Linked DNA regions of Danio rerio: region 2 is linked to region 1. Evidence: chromatin contacts called from public HiCAR-type data. All regions are on one chromosome and are shown on one strand. The core of a region is the stretch at or near the end of the contact, and the rest is flanking DNA. Distances in the headings are between cores, read along the strand shown. Region 1 holds the start of mmadhcb (metabolism of cobalamin associated Db). Region 2 has its middle 19 kb from the start of lypd6b.

Region 1 (5,924 bases), core at 1,467-3,966:
CACGCATTCATAAATAAACATCAACTAGAGCAAAAAAAAAATTAAAATACTAATTGTTACATTCTCAAGCAGAGCACATTATTTAGTGCATAAAATACACATGTAAGTGCTACCCTCTTGTGGTGGGATTTTACATTACAACATTTCAACAAGTCAAACAACATTAAAAGTGCTTTCTAGCGGTCTGAAATACTCTTAATAAAACAGCATACCTCTCTTTAACAATTCAGGACAAGACTGAATGGCACACTCCACACTGGAATGATCAAAAAACTGCTCTGCTTTATCCATGTTCTGTGCTGTAGACGTTTTATCATCCTCCTAAAAACAAATAAATAAATAATATTATATATATATATAAACTTTGATTAATTAAAAGTAGCTTGAGTGAGATAAAGTAACTTATTTCAAAAACAAAAACATCATTTGAATATTAGCTAAACTATAATTCATTTACGGTGTCTTTGTTACAAATGTTCCCATTAACTTATTATAGTAATTACAATTAATTATCCATATTAAATGTCAAAGTGATCATTTTAAAAAATATATATTAATAATAACAATCAAATATCTAAATAAATAATAATAACAATTAATAACTCCATAATTATAACTAATTTAGTTATTGATTAAGAAAATGTATTGACTGACTAGAAAATTAGTAGTTTCTGAAAGTATCCTACATGAAGCTCATTGATGAACTGGGCCAGGATGAAGTCATGTCTCTGGTTGTTGGACTGAGCAGTGAGCACATCTGGCATCACACTATGGACCGAAGTGGTTCTCTGCTCCACTGGACTCTCCAAATGACAGTCAAAACCCACATTACCCGGCAACTGGAAACGTTTATCCTGAGGTCCAAATGGGCCCATGCTCTCATCCGGCCACACAGTCCTTGGTGCTGAAAATAACCGAGATCATTAAAAATATAAAATAAAAACACTCTTTCTACACATCATCAACTAGAAATACATGTGTGAATAATGACCTGCATGCCTTTTTTAATTAAGCTAATTTGTAAATGTTTTACCATGACCTCTTTTACGCCAGATAACAGTGGCTTTGATATTCTACAGGGAAACAGTCATTTACCAATGTCAGGAGTTGAGGTGTTCAGGTGTGGCTCATCTGATCCTGACGCCCCAGAGAAACTTCTTGCTCCAACAACACGATGAACTAGAACATGAAGCCCTGGTAGGTACGTCACCAGTCGAGCTCTGCTGCAGAGCACCTGACAAAACACAGCAAACACTTACACATCTTTACCTGTAGATTTCATCTTTTATTTTATAGAGGTACAACAGCAATTGCAAACACTATCACATGTAAGCGAGAATATATTTTCACATAGGACTCAAGACAAAGCAATTATAATAGATGTGAGATTTACATTCACTTACACTGGCCATCCTGTTGGGCTTCTCTTGTTTACGGTTCACCTGTAGGTAGAAAAAAATGTATAGAGTTGCATAGACAAGCTGATGTTCAATAACACAATGATAATGAACATTTCTGATTTATTGCTATTATCATGGGCACTTCAAAATACTGTAAAATAATGTAATCATAATTTAACCTTTCAGAATGTCTTTTAAAATATTCAGAGTGTTGTATTTACTTTGAAACATATTGAAACTTTAGCTAATCTGGACTGTGACAAGCCAGGGGTGTGGATCAAAAAGGTTTAGTTTTTTTTTCAAGGCACTTTGTTTGGTAATACTTTACAATAAGGCTTTATTTGTTAACATAGTTAATTAAACTAAACTGATGATGAAAACTACTTGTTAAGCATTTGTCAATCTAAGTTGATGTTAATTTACTACTGCTTAATAACACATTAAAATCTAAAGATGTAACCATTTCATTTAATGGGGGCAATAGCATATATTTTTTGTATGTGAGGTCAAATGCATCTTCAGATATATTAAAATAATTAAGTAAAACATTTTAGCCATTTCTTACTTTTGCGCACTAATAAACCTTTGTTGTAAACAGTTGATTATTATTATTATTATTTTAAATATTGTAAGCAGTTGTCATTTTTCTTTTTTAAATAGTTCACACACAACACACTCTAATAATCTATTAGGCATCTGACAAAAACATGGACAAAATATAAATGAGACTTATGTTTCCACCATTTCATAACCCCAAAAAACTGCCGAGTGAAAAACAAATCTGCAACAATCATTCTCGGTAGTAACATTTCCTCTTTTCAATTTTAATTATATAATAATCGCTATTCTGTTATAATAACTAACTGTGTGTAAGAACACAGGGTAAAGTAACCTCTGTCTGTTGTGTTTAAGTTAGTTTACAAGCATTAAGGTCCTAAAACGGCAATAGACAAAAAAGAAAACAATTTACGACTATACACGACTAAAGCTTTCGGATTTAAAACGATTCCAAAAATAAAACAGAATAAACATGAGTATGTAAACAATGTTTCTCTTTACGCATGTCTCAATAGCCCATTGGCTAAAGCAAGTCGAAGAGGTAACTTACACCTCTAACGTTAATAGTAAGTTACTACTGTAACGATGATACATATTTTTTTTTATTTTGTTTGGCGATTTATTTGTGGATACGCAATAACGACGTATAAGTTTGATTAAACTGTTCTTACCTGAATTTTGTAGTGTGTATGTTAGCTGTTAGCTTACTTCAAGCTAGTCTTGTTTAACCTTCTGATTACGTAACAACGGCGGCGAGTAAAGGACAAACACAAAAACCTCCGTGAAATGTCCTGCAGCTCCACCAGATGTCAGCAGAACACAGAAAATGTGTGTGTGTTTTTTATTTTTTTTTTTCCTTCAGGCTCAGACTTGTGTTCTGGTAGAACATTTATCAGAAATTTCCACAGATATAAATAGTTATTCCCACTGTCCAACCATAAACAATATTTAATATATTTTAATATAGAAGGGTGATTAAAAATAGTATGCTTTCTTTGCTGGTTTCTTTCATACTCTTTTATTTTAAAATTATACTTTATTTATCTTTCTTTCTTTCTTTCTTTCTTTCTTTCTTAGATATTTATAGGTTTAGGCTATACATAAAACATATTTTAGCTATTTTTATCTCCACTTATGTCAAATGTAATGCTTTATTGTTACTTTTCAGTAAGAAAATAAACAGCTCGTTGCCATCAAGGACATGAAGTCACAGATCTGTGTTACACTGTAAAACCCAACGCTCAACCATTTAAGAAAACTGATTGCAACAAACTAAGTAAAACAAAATAATAATCCTAATGAGTACTGTGAACTTAATCTATCTGAGTAAACTAAGCAATTTGAGCACAGTAAAACCCAATAAATGAAGAGAACTCAAAACTAATTGAGTACTTTAAAACCTAATAGGTTAAGGCAACTCAAATCATTTAAGGAAACCGACTGCTAAAAACCATTTGAGTTCAAAAACTTATCTATATGACTATACTGTGAACTTACTCCATTTAATTTGAAGTAATGAAGTGGTAAGTCTCGATTGAGCATTAAAAATGTACACCAGCAATTAAACAGAAGAAAAACTCAAAACTACAGCGACCTCAGTCGCATTATTAAAAGAAATAAAACGTGTTCAACCTTTAAAAATCTTTTCAGAGGATCCTTAAACAGCTCCACAAACAGTATCAACAGCTTCACACAGCATCACTGAGTTCAAAACTCTTTTCAAAAGAGTAGAATTAATTCCCAGTAAATTTTGAGTTAACAACACTTATTTCATTAGATGCATTTGACTGTTGGGTTTTACAGTGTGTGATAAATTTTCCCAAAAGATTAAAGATTTCTCTTTATTAAGTCTTTCATTAAGAATCCTTGACTGGTCCAATACTTTTATAATTGTTACTTATAAAGCATTAGTGTTTGTTTTTTGAATTTGAAAAGTATTGCATTGTAATTCACATTCATAAATAAAATGCTCTTTCAGTCTGCTGTCCACAGACCTCTTTACTTTCAGCTAAGAAGAAAACTTGACATTTAAAAACCAAACAAATTTATATAGATTTTTCCAATGCTTCTGAGCCAGAAAATGTGATTTATATGGTCTATTAAAACGTCTTGGCATTTGTTCCTTTATTCTGCTTAAGCCAGCTTGGGAGTACTTGAAAAAATGTGAATTCTCGGCAGTACAGCATGCTTTCATTAAACGACAACCAGAAAACCTTATTTCATCCTCCACTGTTGTATTTTCAAATGTAAGTTGCACTAAATAGTTTATAACTAAAAGACAAAAACATCATGACATTCTTAAAGCATCTTTCAATAGTGAACAATCTGCTAAATATTCATTCATTTTCAGCTTAGTCCCTTTATTAATCTGGGGTCGCCACAGTAGAATGAACCGCCAACTTATCCAGCATATGTTTTATGCAGCGGATACCCTTCCAGATGCAACCCATCACTGGGAAACAACCTTACACATTCATTCACACACATACATTACGAGCAATTAAGCCTACCCAATTGACCAATAACGCAATTGGGAACACGGAGAATTTGCAAACTCCACACAGAAATACCAACTGACCCAGCTGTGAGACAACAGCACTACCTACTGCACCACTGTGTCTCCCTTATCTGCTAAATAGTTCAAAACTTATGTCTCCCATGTCTACCTCAGAAACTACTAATGAAAATAACTATTTTATCACATTGCATTTGTACAGTTTCTGTTCTGGCTTACAATATTCAGTTTTTGTTCTCTTCTTTTGGTCTTTTAATCGTGTGTTATGGGTCAGTTGTGAAAATACTAAAAACAGCAACAGCAAAAAGCATATTTCTGTAAAGAACAGGAGGCTTTTGTTGTGGCCCATTATGGCTTGCACTGCTCTTCTAAAAATCTAAGGACATTCCAGGTCACCCTGAAGCACTGAATTGCATTACCAGGCACCGTATGTCAGTTCTGTCAATGAGCATGTGGCAACTCAACATCTAAAAGCTGTATCAAAGCCAAAGGGTTTCTTCTCAACAAAAGGCACAGTTGAAAACCACAGCGCAGCACTCTCTCCAATGAGGTGTAATGGAATTACAAAGTAGCTTCAGGTTTTTCCTCAATGTTCTTTTAGTGGCACTTGGCCACTTGGCTGCCTTATTTCCTTAAAAACACAAGAAGTCCTAAGATGACGTTTTCCAATGTCTAATGTGTATACTGAGAATACATCTATAAATGAACACGAACATAGTTCTGAAACCTTATTGTGAAGCAAATCTGTTGTATGTAATCAGTTTTCAAACATGCAAAAGACATTCAATGTTTTTCCAAATTATTCTATTCAGGAAGGAACAAATCTTGAAAATTAGTTATTCATAAAAGGGAAAAGGTATTGTTAAACTCTCACATACTCTAGTCTAGTCTTGGTTTGAAGTTGTTGACTTTCAATATGTTGTTGTCAATCATCCTAATTTAATGAGAATTCCTACATTTAAATATAACGTTTTTTCTGGACACTCAAAGTGCTTTACACATTTTTTTTAGAGGAATCTCCTCATCCATCACCAGTGTGCAGCATCCACCTGGATAACACAATAGCAGCCATATTGCACCAGATCGCACAACATACACCAGCTGTGAGACAGTGATATAGCCTATTATGATATGGGTATGGTCATGTTGGACAGAGGCCACTTAAGCCAGTGTGCACATTTGGCCAGGATACCGGGGTTAAACCTCTTTTTCGAAAGACATCCTGTGATTTTTAATGACCTTGGTTTAACATCTCGTCTGAAAGACAGCACTCTTTCATAGAGTCCGCGTCAATACACTGGGGTGTTAGGGCCCACACAGATAGCAGGTTGACTGCCCCCTGCTGGTCTCACTAACACCACTTCCGGCAGCAATCCAGCTTTCCCATGAGGTCTTCATCCCATTCAGGTACTGACCAGGCGCAGCCCTGCTTAGCTTCAGTGGACGACAAT
Region 2 (5,924 bases), core at 1,856-4,355, 130 kb before region 1:
GATGAGCTGGTCACGGCCTGTCATTCAAAGCTTGGTGTGTGCGGTGCGCTTCGCTGAACACAAAGACTGAAGGATTCATGTTAATTATGCTTCGGAGAAACTCTGCGTGTAATTTGGATTATGGTATTTGCAGAATGTTTAAGGCTCACTTTTTGTATGTAGGAAAACAAATTTTACATTTAATTGTTTAGCATTTGGCAGATGCCTTTATCCAGAATGACTTGCATCAGAACAGTCAACATATGACATGCCTTGATTAGTCTTACACACTGCGTGTAATATGGTGTGTGTGCATGTGTGTGCGTCTGTGTGTGTAATAAACAGAAAAGAAGTGCTAAAAAGCAATATAAGGCTTCCTTATGCCTTGAATCGATATTATTTTAGGGTTTCCTAATATTTTTGGAACAATGAAATTAAGGCTGTACAGTATATAATTACAGCATGGATATCAGAATGTATATCTAAAACAAGCACATCGCAAGATCTGCAATGTTGAGTCTGAATTATAGTTGATCAGGAGAGTCACTACTAAGTTTAACCATAATAGAGTGAAGGTTAATCATTTGCATGTTTTGACGGCCTTTGACTGAGCATTACAATAGAGTTTTGAACATTTGGGCACAAAAAAGTAGGGTGTTTGGGGTTATAACAAAGATTAATTGGTATTAAATTATTTCTAAATGATTAATGCAAATAATTAATGAATGAAAAAAAAGAAAAAGGTTTGTCTTACATTTTTGTCTTGTTTCTAGCCCAAATATCTACATTTCAAAGTGAAAATAAGATAATTTTGATTACTCCATTGGCAGATAATTTAGCTTGTTTTGACATTTCTTCTGAAGGTGAAACCAAATGATATTTTTTCTTGATCAAAACATTTTTAGATATTTTGACTAGAAATGAGACAAAGCAAAGTAATAAAAGCTTTTTTTGCATTGTAATTAATCAATTTCTGTACCTGAACACTGTTAGATCCACATAAAATAGTGCTATTCAAACTATCTTGAGAAACTGTATTCATATCACAATAATTATTGTAGAAAAAAAAAAAAAATAACACAATCAGATTTTTCCAATATCGTGCAGTCCTATGCAATGTATTTTTAATAGTTTTAGTTACCAATAAACTAGGCCCACACGGAATCTGCGCAAGCAGAATTCCGTAGATTTTTAGCCCATGCTTAATTCTTTATATTTACTTAAGTAAATGTGTGTCTATCTATATTTATTCAGTTTTTAAATTAATTACAGTAATTTTATTGACTATTGTGAAAATGTAATGAGAAATGTCTAGAGATATTCAATGAGAGACTTGCTTTGTTTACCAAATAAAGTGAATCTAATTGCATTTGCATTTTAAACATTAAATAAAAGTTTTTTTTATTTTTTTTTTATTTCACATATTAAGGTTTTAGCTATGATACTCCCAAAATAGTTCAGCAGAAATCCACAGATTTTTTACCAAAATGCTCTGCAGAAATGGCAAAAAACGTCCGCAGATTCCGTCTGGCCCTACCAATAACTGTACTGGAATAGATGTCAGTTCAACTTAATACTTATCGTTTTCATATCTTTAATTTTTGTTTTAAATATAAAGATATTGTTAGCTTACAGGTATTTTGTTTTTGAGTTGCACTGTTTTTGTGTGATGTGTTTTTTTTCTACACTGTAAAAAAAAAAAAAATCCGTAATTGTAGTTTATTTCCGGTGGCTGGGGTGTTGGAAAAAAAAAGTAAAATAACAGCTGTTAAATTACAGAAATATACCATAAAATAATAAATATTATATTACAGAAATTTACCAGAAATCTAAATTTAAGAAACTTTCTGTAATTTAATATTCTTATTTTACGGTAAATTTCTAATTTTCTCATTTCTAATTTAATGGCTGTTATTTTACGTTTTTTTAAATTACGGGGGGTTTCTTACATTGTAGGTGTTGATTAAATTTATGATCAAATGCCTCATTCTTACTAATTCTATTTAATAATATAAAATTGTCAAAATATTCTCAAGGTTTTTTTTTTTCAATTTCATTATCATTATTACAAATGCTGTCAAACAATTAATCACATCCAAGATAAAAGTTTTGTATTTAAATAATGTATGTGTGAGCGCACATACTGTACATAAAATCAAAGAAATAGAAATATTTTTACACATATTTATGAACACAAAAATATACTTGGGGCAAATATGTTTTTTAAATATGAACTTAAATTTTGGACACGATTAATCAAGACTAATCATTTGATAGCACTCATTAACACTAATAATAATTATGATGATGATGATGATGATACTATCATTTAGTTTCATCCCCCAAAAACTACTTTAATATGCAAATTTAAAATAGGTTCTCACATTTAACATAAAACAACAACAACAGTTTTGTGCATCAGTGTATGAACTGTTTTTTTTTAGTTTATTAAAGTTAATAAATGACAATTTTAATTCATGATGTTCATAAGCCTAATTATAATTTACAGAGGCTGTTTCTAAGTAATTGTAAAAGAAGCCAAGCCATCTCCTTGCAAAAATAACACAGGCTGGTCATTGTCTCTAATTGATAGGCAGAAGTACTTCGGCCAGGATGTTTTGCATAAAACTGTTTAGATCAAAGCCGCATGACTCGGCTGTTTTGGTCCCGATTCAAACCTGTGCAATTACTGTGGAATTTTAAGAGTGACTGCATAATTCACCAATTATGTTTTTATCGCTTGCACAGAGAGTAAGAGGCCTGTTTATTGGCCCTATTTGAATCAGAGGGAGCGTTGTTGTTGCTGTGGACAGATGAAATGAGACAGATGGCACGAGGACTTCATGATGGCAGCTGTTGTCGACTGACCTAACCAGCATTGTTCTCAACGTGTTCTTTTCAAGCTTGCATACCAAAGGTAACTTCAACTTGCTAACCCTTCATGATCAAAGAAGGATTTATCACCTGGTTGTGGATGCACATGTTTATTTCACATTTCGAGTGGGTTTGTTGCATTAAGGGTGACGTGTGGAGATCTTTGTGCTTAACAGTTGTTTGGATGTCCTTTAAACACAGGGTTATTTTACTCCCTGAAGTGGTGCTTGCCATAGCTAAGAGCTCAGCTATTTCCCTGCAGTCTATCATTAGTGTGAGTCACAAGTATCAGCTCAGTTGACTTGAGAGGGAGCTCAGAGCTCACAATTGGGCCTTCATCAAACTTTAACGTGCACGCTCTTGGCTTATATCTCACGACTCTAGTTATGTCATGTTGAACTCGGGAAATGATGTAAAAATGCTGTTTCAGTTCATAGAAAGGTTCTGACTTGTATTTTTGCCCCAGATTTTCTTTTAACGACTACCCTGACAGGCTCACAGTGGGCATGTTTAGACCAAGAAATTCAGGTGTAAAAAAGCCATTTGGTCGAAGTAGATTCTTTCTCTTCTGCTCTGTGATTACATCCATACTAGTTCTGTTTGTCCAACCAGACGTTTTTTTAGCCAGCATTTAAATGCACTTGCTTTGACTGAAAACAATTTTTAAAAAAATGCTGAACTTTAGCCAGGTTCACACTGTTTGATTTTTAGATGGGATTTGGCACTCAGAGACAGATTTAGCAAATCCTGAATGATTGGTCTGAAACTCATCCAAAATTGGTTGTATTTAATTGTAAATTTCACATGTTCAAAGTGTTAAATAATTACCACTGCGATCAAATTTCACTTGAACTTCTGCCAGACCAGCGTTTGTTATTTTAATCCATGTTTGTTTAACAAAATGCCTTCGGTGTATGTTAAAAGATTCTTTACCCCCAAAAAATAAAAATGATGTTATTAATTACTTGCCCTCATGTTGTTCTGAGAACTTTCTGATCCTCCATAGACAAAAACAGTCCCGACCTATTCAAAGTACAAACAAACATATTTAAAAAATACAGTAAATAAAATAATATTATTAAGCTTACTTTTGTGCACACATGAAACAAAAATAATGACTCAACTCAACAGCTTCTTCTCTTGTGTCAGTGTTTTAGTGTTTTCACATACTATATAGCAGAAAAGTGTGCTTTTTTGGATTTAATAATAGATGTGCCACCTTCTGGCAATTGACTAAATATTTATTTGCCCATGAAAATATTTTACCAGCATAAAATCAGCACATCTGTATATTCATTCATTCATTTTCTATTTGGCTTAGTCCCTTTATTAATCAGGGGTCGCCACAGTGGAATGAACTGCTGACTTATCCAGTATTTATTTTATGTAGCGAATGCCCTTTCAGCCGCAACTCATCACTGGGAAACACCCATACACTCATTCACACTTATACACTATGGACAATTTAGCTTACCCAGTACACCTACAGCGCATGTCTTTGGACTGTAGGTAAAACCAGAGCAGGAGGAAACTCATGCGAACAAAGGGAGAACATGCAAACTCCACACAGAAATGCCAACTGACCCAGCTGAGGCTCGAACCAGCGACCTTCTTGCTGTGAGGTGATCGTGCTACCCACTGCGTCACCGTAACACCCCACAACTGTATATATTAAATATATATCTTAGTCAGTACCACAAACCTCTTTAAAGGTATATAAACTAGGATCAGGCAATTAATTTAATTGAAATTGCAAATGAGGTTTATCATACAGAGATCTTGTCATTGAACCTCAGTTTGTGTTCAGTGGTAAATGTTATCCGAAGCCAAAGGGTGGTCTAATGCTGAAACTCCAAACATGAAGACACCCTGCAAAATACTCTATTTCTACTTTTTATATTTAGGATTTATTTTAAACACTGAACCGAAGTTATGAAGTGAGCTCACAGAGAAGCAACGCAAACAGCTGTCATTATCACACAACGGTTATCTTGATTTCCTTATTGGCTGATTAAAATGATTTCTATATAAAACATGATCTTCCATCGCCTGTTTGCTTACTATTATTCTGTGTTGTAAATTCTGCTTCATCTAAAAGCATGTGCTAGACTTTTACTAGAACCTGCTTTTTTTTTAATGCACATGAAAATTGCATTATGAATTCGTTTGTAGCTGTGTCAGAATTCTTTGATGGACACAGAAGTGTGGGGATTTAAGGAGAAGCAAGTGTACATCCCTTTAAGGTCCCAGCAAGCATTGTTTGTTTTAAAAATATGTCTAATAGATGTCTAATAGACATCTAAACATAGTCGTTTTTGCTTAAACAAGGTTAAATTTGGGCTGTCAGTGAAAATCTAATAGACATCTATGAAAAATAATAATCAAATAAACAGAAATAAATGAGTACACATATAGCGTCTGTCTAATCTGTCTATTTGACGACTAGTCTAGTTTTGGCCTATTCTTGAACGTTTAGCCAAGTTTTAGCCAAGCTGTCTACGTTTAGATGTCTTTTAGACGTCTATTAAACACAAAATTGTTTGCTGGGGGTTAGAAATAGAATATTAATCACTCTTTTAAAAATCACTTAAAGCCCAAATTTTTGTTTAAATCCTAAATTCGATGAATGGCCCCACAGCCCCAGTGCTGATGGTCAAGCATGGAGATAAGCCTGACCCGAGGCTCTGTGTTTCAAAACTATCACAGTGTCACCAAGTAGAATGACAGGGGAGGGTCACCTGCTGCCCACAAGATCATGAAGACAATATAGGTCTCCAGGGTCATCGATGAGAGACACATGCTCTTTTATGTCCTAAAACATGAGAGGAAGCATTAGAGTTTCTAGAATTCTTCTTTATATAGGTGAAGAATAGGTTCTCTTTTTGAGGCGCATTTGTTCATTATTTACTTTGGTTTTTCAAAAAATATATTAGCGTCTTTGTAATAAAGAAAAGGATCAGGTATCCCCTAGGGCAGGTATACATCCTCAGATTGTGGGGGAATTATTTTTAAACCAAGTAGAAATAAAAATGTATTTTTTTTTCATATAACCAGGGTATCTGATGGGTGTT

The links. HiCAR-type assays count read pairs that join an accessible place to other places.
Region 2: a contact with region 1 is called in a HiCAR-type map of caudal fin, with 4 times the contacts expected there. The contact joins the enhancer-like site here to the promoter of mmadhcb in region 1. A contact is called at or near these places in 10 of 18 Hi-C or Micro-C datasets (caudal fin, embryo, fibroblasts and 3 more) and 1 of 4 datasets of contacts at active chromatin or transcription factors (caudal fin).

What each region holds. Positions count from the first base shown.
Region 1 is chr9:24,664,327-24,670,250 of GRCz12tu, reverse strand. mmadhcb (metabolism of cobalamin associated Db) reads right to left here and starts at 2,716. Exons shown (of 8, transcript NM_205594.2): 1 at 2,630-2,716; 2 at 1,404-1,442; 3 at 1,096-1,234; 4 at 687-904; 5 at 213-321. The coding sequence starts at 1,412.
Region 2 is chr9:24,790,907-24,796,830 of GRCz12tu, reverse strand. It overlaps a transcript of lypd6b not described here. Among named protein-coding and RNA genes, the nearest start is that of lypd6b, 19 kb to the right of the region's middle. Within about 2 kb of position 3,105, at least 9 of the 62 cell types and tissues checked have an H3K27ac peak or open chromatin away from gene starts, as enhancers often do. A contact at or near this core is called in caudal fin, where this site is marked.